Regions from separate parts of the Danio rerio genome. Here region 2 is linked to region 1. Evidence: chromatin contacts called from public Hi-C data. All regions are on one chromosome and are shown on one strand. Each heading gives the region's core, a stretch centred on a gene start, on an enhancer-like site or on the middle of the called end of the contact. The rest is flanking DNA. Distances are from core to core; before and after follow the strand shown.

Evidence for each region. A called contact is a pair of places that touch in the nucleus more often than the background predicts.
Region 2: a Hi-C map of an unstated tissue shows a contact between it and region 1, with 4 times the contacts expected there. The contact joins the promoter of herc1 here to the promoter of acd in region 1. A contact is called at or near these places in 1 of 18 Hi-C or Micro-C datasets (an unstated tissue) and 1 of 4 datasets of contacts at active chromatin or transcription factors (embryo).

What each region holds. Positions count from the first base shown.
Region 1 is chr7:29,118,979-29,123,588 of GRCz12tu, reverse strand. acd (ACD shelterin complex subunit and telomerase recruitment factor) reads right to left here and starts at 1,974. Exons shown (of 13, transcript NM_001431059.1): 1 at 1,768-1,974; 2 at 1,569-1,690; 3 at 607-697. The coding sequence starts at 1,887. vrk3 (VRK serine/threonine kinase 3) reads right to left here. Exons shown (of 16, transcript NM_001013568.3): 14 at 4,425-4,483; 15 at 4,204-4,340; 16 at 2,082-2,527. The coding sequence ends at 4,219.
Region 2 is chr7:29,314,241-29,318,850 of GRCz12tu, reverse strand. It overlaps herc1 (HECT and RLD domain containing E3 ubiquitin protein ligase family member 1), which reads left to right and starts at 1,782. Exons shown (of 78, transcript XM_073908537.1): 1 at 1,782-1,985.

The sequences.
Region 1 (4,610 bases), core at 725-3,224:
TTTTGGGGTGAAACAAGTTGAGAACTACTTATTCAGATGCATTAAAGGGACAATTCACCCCAAAATGAACATTTACTTACTATTTACTGACCCTCAAATAGTTATAACCCTTTATTAGTTTATTAATTCTGTTAAAAACAGAAAATCATACATTGAAGAAAGCTGAAAACCTGTAACCATTGACTTCCATAGTAGGTTTTTGATATTTGCAATGCAGAATCGCCGAGTACATTTAAACCATCTCTTAAAACTTACTTTTTAGGGTAGCTTTTATTTAACTTTTAAAGGCGCTATATAAAAATAAAGTTTATTATTATTATTATTATTATTGTTATAAGTGAAGGGTAAGTAAACGACAGAACTTTAATTTTTGGGTGAACTATCTTTTCAATAGTGCTCTACATAAGTGTTATTACAGGTTAAAGCTGAAAATGTAACACTTAAACTGAAACATGCCAAAACATTTGATCTGTCATCCCATCCAAAGGCTGCCTGACCTTAAATAGACCCCTGCTTTACTGGCATGACATATTAAAGTCAAATCACCAAAATGAACAGTGCTCAAACAAACAAATGTTTAGGGAATGATACAGCAACATCACATACCAGATCAGGCTTCATGTCAAACTCCAGCTCAAAGCTACGAATAAATGCAACATGATTGAGCAGGGATGTAAAAGAATCCAAATCCTCCAACCTGAAGAGAGTATTAAACAGTGAATTACTGCCATCATTACATTTCTAACTTATTGGGGTAAAGTTGGTTTTATATTCGCACATTTATTCATTTTTTAAGTAACAATTTGGCCCATGCTGCTTTAAATATTTGATCTACTTGGTTTTAAAATGAAAAGAAAACACTGCTTTATATTAACAAATACAGTATTCTGTTTTACATTTTATAATGAAGTTATTAAAGTAAAAACAAAACATTTATAACAGAATTGAACTAGTTTTTGTCTTGATTTGCTTGCTGCTTATTACTTCTGCATTATCCTCTATGCATTGAGTGACAGTATTTCCATTTTGAAAAGTCAGATTCATTTACAAACTTTAATTTCAGTTTGCTTTTTTGTAGCTCAGCAATAAAACTAATAAAAAAGTTTGTTAAATTAGAAATGACGATACCTGTTAAAGGCATTCACCCCAACCCTCTCCATCATTCTCACTCTCCTCTCAGTTGATGGATGGTGGGCCAAATCAAAGGTTACAATGGGCCAACTCAAGGCATCTCTAGTGTAGACAAAGTTGTGTTTTGCTCATATATAAACTGCTCATATTTCCCTATTTAGGATTTGCAAGGAACACTTCTGAAATTATATTAAGAAGGTTAAAAAGTAAATATAAAACCAACTTTACCTCAATTTCTAACTTACAGCAGTGTCACATGTAGTCAGGTACCAAAATTACAATCAGGCCACAACACAAGTTCACAGACTTAAAACATAGATTGTGCTTATTTCAGCATGATTTTTCACCGGGCCCGATTATTCAGATGAGTAGGATAAAAACAGGGGCTCAGGTGTGCAGTGTGTGGTGACATAACAGAGGTTTAATGGGTCCCTCACTCCTGCAGACGCTCCCATGCGGCGTCGCTCAGCACTGCGGGAATCATCGCTATCCCGTCGGACAGGAACAGCATACAGGCATCTGTGCGATCCATCCGCTGCGAGTCCGAGATTTCACACGTCTAAAATACACATATAATTGCTGACACGACAGCTTAGAGATATAATATTCGCCAGTGACGAAACTAACGTTACTCACGCCAATAACGCTCGCTTTGACGACAGTTTCGGTTTGGTTTTGGCCGAAGTTCTGGATGAGCTTCTCGATCCAGGGCTCCAGCTCCGCCATTCGGCGACGTTTCATTTTAGGTGGATTCATTAATAAAGCTGTTCACTGGTGTAAATGCAGAAAAAGAGCTCATCTGCCTGTTCGCGCTCCCTTATTGAACATGGAAGCTTTATTTTCGTTCCGTGTAGAAAACAGACCGGACGTTTTGAGTTCCGTTATAAACCTTTACATTTGAGTCGACAATGCCCCCTTGCGGCAGCTGTGCACAATGAATAAACACGAGATAAGTTTTGAATGCAGATGTTTATTTTAGTAATGGTTGCTGCACAAAACAGTTGATTAAAAACATGGGAGAAAATATGAAAATAAACCCCCTTTTTAACATGAATATGGTCTTTCCTAAAATATAAACCTATAACAACAAACTTGTCAAAACCAAGAAATGTGTTTTGTTGTGTCAAATCCGAGAAATAATTTTTTGTATAAAAAATAGCTCTGAATTCACCCTTATAACTAAACATACCATCATTATTTCAAAAGAAAAAAAAAACATGAAACCATAACAAATAACAGTGATTCAAATCTAGAAGAGCAAACAAGCATGCAAAGTTTACACTGCAACTATAAAAACCACAATAAAAGCACTTTTAAAAACATAAAAGCCCTTTTAAACATTCCATAAAACGATCAAATCCAATTCCCACACCAGTTATCTCTCCTATGGTTTCACCTGTGAACAACAGAAAAAAAAAACATCAGACTTGAGATTTAAGCCAAATCAGCTTTTACCCACACCCCATGCACTGATCATGCAAGACGAGACACCAAACTGTAGTTAAAGCTATAAAGCAGAATTCAGTAGTTAGGTAAAACTAGGTGATGGGGGAAAGTTACTTTTGAAGATGCTCTACAACATTGAGTTACTCCCCCAAAAAGTAACTAGAGGAACTACTTAGTTACTTTTTATGGTAAGTAATGGGTTACATGTCATAACTTGCAGGATTTATTTTCATTGAAAAAACACAAAAAAATAATAATAATGTAGGATAATCTTATCTTCTGAGAACTTCCTGACCCTTAAGCTACAGTTTATGCCATATATACAGATTAATAAAAAGTGTGAAAGCAATGCGCTTCCCATTTTTTGTACGTTGTCTTAATAGTGAAGTAAAATCCCTGTCCACTGAGACGATCCTCTTTCTCCATTCTTTGATCTGTTCAAAATAAAGAAAATACTTCCACTGCAGAAATGTAAAGCTCTGCCATCTTGATTCCTGTCTGTTTCTACATTTTCTGATTGAGTACGGTATTCAATGTGACTACATTCATTATAGTTCAGCTGTTTATTTTTTATAAGCTAATTACTTAAACTAAAAGTAACTCTCATTACATTTTGAAAAAATAACTCAATAAATATTACTTCATTTTTAAAAGCAATTCCTTACTTAGTACTAACAAAAGTAATATTATTATGTAACTCGCTTGTAATGCGTTACCCTCAACACTGGGTGACTTAATGATATAAATTTATATGACTCAACCATCAACCATCCAACATTAAAGGAGATTTAAAAGAGCAAAAATTACATTATATATATATACATCAAACATAATAGTGATTTCATTTGAGTGAGTCATTTTGACAAAATCTTTCATTCGTCTCTTTTAGAGATATTGAAGTAAACACTGATAATAGGGGTTAGAAATGAAAGAACAGGTGACATTAAGCATCTGTGGCAAAAAAAAACAAAAAAAAAACTGAAAACAGACACGAGAATAAAAAAATAAAATAAAATCTATATCCTTAATTAAATCAGAGAAGCAGGCTGCAATTTATTTCAGTGTTACATCGAAACACAAAGATAAAATTAGACTAAAAAGGAAAAAAATAATGCAAATGACTGAAAAGTCACATTAAAATACCAAGTGTTCACATTTTTGCCTGACCTCTGAAAGCACAGCATGAAAGAAATTGTACAACTGATAATGAATTTTGTAGTGCAACGTTCAGATTAGAAATGATTTATTTAAGTCTTTTTAAATGTAGCTTCTGTGAACTAAAAGTGCCTCCTACCATCTAAATCGCAGAGTGTTTGTTAGGAAAAAGGTGTCTTTGATGTTGAATGTAAACATTCTTTAAAAGTGTCATTTTAACTAGAGACTTTACAGTAAATAAATAAAAATACTGTGGCAAAGCGGATAGTTTCAAGAGCCGTTGCTATCATCTATTTTCAAAACAGAGCTGATTTAATAGCAGTTGCACTTTTAAAGTCCTCCTCCTGACCTCAAAGCTGTTGAAAGTGTTACTCGTTTTGTAAGCACAATTAAAAAGAAAGATCTTCGCCAGAAAAAAAACCTATGAAGGCACAATATTGCGCAGACTGTATATATGAATATATGAGTTACCTGCCGGTTGAGTGATTATTTCAGACTGCCACCCATCTTCTGTAAGCTCTGCTGAAGTCCTCCTTTCAGAAGTGTGTAATCTGGTTTTTCGGTGTACTGCAGGGCCATGACGTTGCACAGGTATTCCTGCAATGCACCTAAATTGCACAAAAACACATTATATACACACGCCTTCACTAAAATAATACGTCTAATATGAGCATAGAAATGTGCAAGCTCACTTGAAGCTTTCTTCTGTTTGTAGCAGTAAGTCAAAAGTCCAGGGACGTCAGACATGTACCTGTAGACAGGCAGACGACATGTTAAACATTAAGGAATGTAACTAGTTTTATATTAATGAAAATAATACAATCATTAGCCATTCTTTATGGTAAAGGTATGTGGTGCATTAAAGTGGCAAAACTGAA
Region 2 (4,610 bases), core at 533-3,032, 200 kb before region 1:
CTATCTTCTTTATGTGATCTAAAACAGGTTGCCAAGTGAGAAAAAACATATCAGTACAACCTCTTACAGTGTATTGTATCTGTATCAGATGTTGTAGAAGTTCCATAAGCCAATGCTTAAAGGTTGGAGGATTTTTTTTCCTTCCATTTGTGCAATATTAACCTTCTAGCTGCAAAGGCAATCACATTTACAGTCAAAGTCCGTATTATTAGCCCCCTTTTGAGTTTTGTTTTTCTTTTTTAAATATTTCCTAAATGATGTTTAATAGAGCATGGAAATTTTCACAGTATGTCTGATATTTTTTCCTCTGGAGAAAGTCTTATTGGTTTTATTTCGGCTAGAATAAAAGCAGTTTTTAATAATAATAAAAAAAAAAAATTATTTTAAGATCAAAATTATTAGCTCGTTATACAATAACTTGCCTTATTACCCTAACCTGCCTATAGTTAAATGTCACTTTAAGCTGTTTAGAAGTGTCTTAAAAAATATCTAGTAAAATGTTATTTTCTCTCATCATGGCAAAGATAAAATATTAAAGATATATATTATATTAAAGATTTAAATAGTAGCTGCCAGAAATCTTTTAATTTTGATCAAGCCCAAAACATATGAGATAGCGTAGCTGGCGCAATATTTTATCTGTCAGAATTATTGGATTCAAATTTAGCTAGTTTCACTGTGGACCAATGTAATCTGTGTACTACTTTAAATTGTAAAACTCTGTTTTAAACAAATTGAAGATGAGTTAATATTATCTAAAACAGATTGCAACATGTCTTTTGATAATATCTCCAGTTCCGCCTCCCATTTTCTTTAAGATGGTACACTTCTAAAATAAAGTGCCAGGAAGTCATTTATGATCATTTTGGTTCTCCAAAAAAAATTTTTGTGAAAGAAATAAATTTTCATTCCAATAACCTAAAGAAACCTTTTTCCACTATAAAAACCTTTTCAGAAATGAAAAGTTTCCATTAAGGAAATCACAAATAATAACAATAAACAAAAATATATTGGATAAAAAAAACTTTACCTTACAAACTAAACAAACATTACTAACATTGTCTTGACTATTTATTGGAGTTAGGAAAGTGTAGGTTAGTGTTAGTGACGATGGGTTTTTCTTCATAATGTAGATCTTCAGGAAATGGGAAGACGAAAGTCAAGTTATGATTTTACTCCACAACAATAGATATTTGCTAAACTGTTACACCAGTGACACAAATCCAGGGGACAATCATCATTTAATATTTTACTATATTTATTAATTAATTATTTTAATTATTTATTATCTTTTATGTCATTTTCATCCTATATTTTATTGTTCTGAATACATTATTGTATTTTGAATGGTAGAAAAAATATTTTTTTAAATTTTTACCTCAAAATAAAGCCCCTTTCTGTTCATGGCTGTATGGATAAGCAGTAGTGTAGTTATGGTAATTTTCCATACATTGATGACTTAAAATGGTGTAATTGTTTAAATAACATTTTGTTTCTTTTTCTAATATAAAGAAATTTTAAACCTAAAGATTTGATGCTGAAAATCTATAAATCAAAAAAAAATTCTGTATATATATATATATATATATATATATATATATATATATATATATATATATATATATATATATATAATTTTTTTTTTGTGTGTGTATTATTTTTCAAAAAAAGCCAGGCACAATGCACATGTGTAGTCGCTGAGGTTGTGGAGCTGTTGTTCTGTGCAGCGGGTAATGAATGGTAGGGAGGGACTGAACTGAGCACTGAGTGAGTCTGCTGCTAATTTCACAGCAGCAGCAGCAGCAGAGAGTCGTGAGGGATTGAGCACTGCTCTCCTCACTCCCAACTCTCTATTATTCAGATCCTCAAACCAGCGACTACCAGACTTTTCTATCATGCACCGGCACATGCAGGTGCCAAAGGATCATTTATGACCATGAGAGCCACTTTCGTTCATGCATTGAATAGGCCTTTGGCAGTTTATGGTAAGCTCCAGCCTCACCTTTTCAGTTCTTTTATTTCCACAACAGACAGCAGAATTAAGCCGTTTCAAATGTGACAGTATGTGTAATCTTCCGACCTTGCATCTCGTTGACAGTTTATGTGGCAAATGCATGTGTTGTACGCTAGGAAGATGTTTTTTTTTTTTGTTTGGGTGCATGATTTTAATGTCAAGTAAGCTGAGCTGACTCATATGAAGTGAGGGGAGTTGATCACAGCCTGGCAACCACAGACAAGCGGCTCCACAGCCTGGCTAATGCGACAAGCTAGCCGTGCTATAAAGTCTAGCACTTTCAAGACAGTCCGCTGCTTTAATTAAACCTATATATATGGTTTAATTTAATGTAGGCAAAGCCGTATGTGTATTGTTAGTGAATCATTTTAATGTAGTGGACTGAGTTAGCTTAGCTTGCTGTCGTATACTGAGCTGTTAGCCTGCTCCCATGCTAACAAGCTAACACCGATAAGTTCCGTTTCACTTGCAGACGTTATCAAAGCAACGCGCTGCTTTTTTATAGATGTGATAAATACGAAACAAGTGTACTGAACACATTTAAGCAGACATATTGGTGGAGAATACATTTTACGCAAGGTTGGCTATGCTATGTGAAACTATAGGTTAGCCAGCTGAATGAATAAGCAAACCGCAAGACTGTCAAAACCAACACCTTTAGTCATCGTAATTCAAACAGGTGGGTGGAAAAATCACCCTAGTTTTCACTGGCAATTAAAATGCTTGTTTGCAGGATCAGGATGTCACCATTATAGAGCCGAGGAATTGGTTAATATAACATTTGCACTAAAGCATTAACCGACAACCTGTAACTTAATAGACGAGTTGTGTTATGTGGAATAACAGGCTGGAAAATCTTGCAAGACTTTTACTCCTGATAATATGAAGCCCGGTTATTATAGAAATATGTTTACTCGTATTCTGTCTGCATGCTGTGCATCTACAGCAAAACTGCTGCCAATATAGGCTATGGTCTGTCAATCAGTCTTACTCATGTAATTATGATAGAATTTAAACATGATAAAGGAGGTACATGACTGGAGTGGTGTACTTTGTATGCAATAAATATTACTATTAAATTCATCTGTCAGATCTCAGGCAATATTCAGAAGCACACTATATGTTGATGATGAACATGCATGATATTGATATTCTGTGAGCAATTCAAAACCGTGAATAATTATTTAGTTTTTAGGAATGCTCAAACTAATATATTAACAGTCATGTTCATCACAGCACCAAATGCTTAAAGACTTATTAGGCTTTAATTTGAAACAATTTCATTGTTCTGCTCTCCAATTTATACGTAGAGTGAAAATGTTCAGATTTAGTTTGTTATTGCTTTACAATAGGGTTCCATTTTGTAATTTTAGTTTATTAAACTAAACAGATGATTGATATTGTAGGTATTGTAGATATTTAATAACTCTTTGAAATCAAAAATACTGTACAACTGAATGCTTCTGACTTTTAAACCATCTTTTACATCTCAAGCATATGTAGAGCTCTATATCTTACTGCATGTTAATGCATATTAACTAATATCTACTAATGTGACCTTATTGTTATGTTAACTTTTGACCTTTATCATTTTTTTCAGTTTCGTTTTTGCTCTAGATGTTTTCATACAATAATGCAATACACAGACATAGAGTTGTTGTTTTTTATTATACTGTAAAAATAACCCTTTCTTGCTGCTTTTTTCAATATCATGCTTATAAAAGCTTCAGAAATAATTGCAAAAAAAACATTTGTTGGCATCATAAATTAATACTATCATACGTTTGGGCAAATTTCTTGTAAGATTCTGCAGATCATAGTTTAAGAAGATGAAATTCTGATCCACAAAAAGTGCAACGTTGGCCTACTTATGGGAATTTGGCTGACTAGATGAATAAGTTAATAATCAGTGGTTTGACCTAAGACCTACCTTTCTACATGTGTGTGTTCAGGCTGAGCAGCAAAAGGCTGTCATTTTGCTGTACGGTTTCCAGGCGTCAGTAGGTACATTGGCAAGCTGACAAGTATGTGTCATCACTGCCTGATCTACACTTGATGAACCCTCTGAATGGGGCAGTTCTCTTCAAGTCTATTTCTCAGAATCAAAATGGTTTTAGGCTGAATGACTATTTCATGATTTTGCATTATTATTTGCGATGGTTAAGTCAGTATGCGGAGAGGTAGATCGTCAACAATTGTCAAGTGAACTGTAAATGTTTTATGACTATTTCAACAGGAAATGCCCGGTTTAGTTTCAGTTGAGCAAGGAATACTTGTTTCTCTTGGAATTTAAATGAGATTGTTAACATTAATTTAACAATTTATTTAGCGAAAAATCTGTAACATGATTATTTTCAGACGGTAAAGATGAGAAAAAAAAAGAATCCCTATCTGTTGATATTGTACACTATTCAATAGATTAGGGTTAGTAATTTTTTTAAATAATAAATATTATGTAATATAAAATATTATATTGTATAATATATATATATATATATATATATATATATATATATATATATATCTATATGTGTATATATATATATATATATATATATATATATATATATATATATATATATACACACACACACAC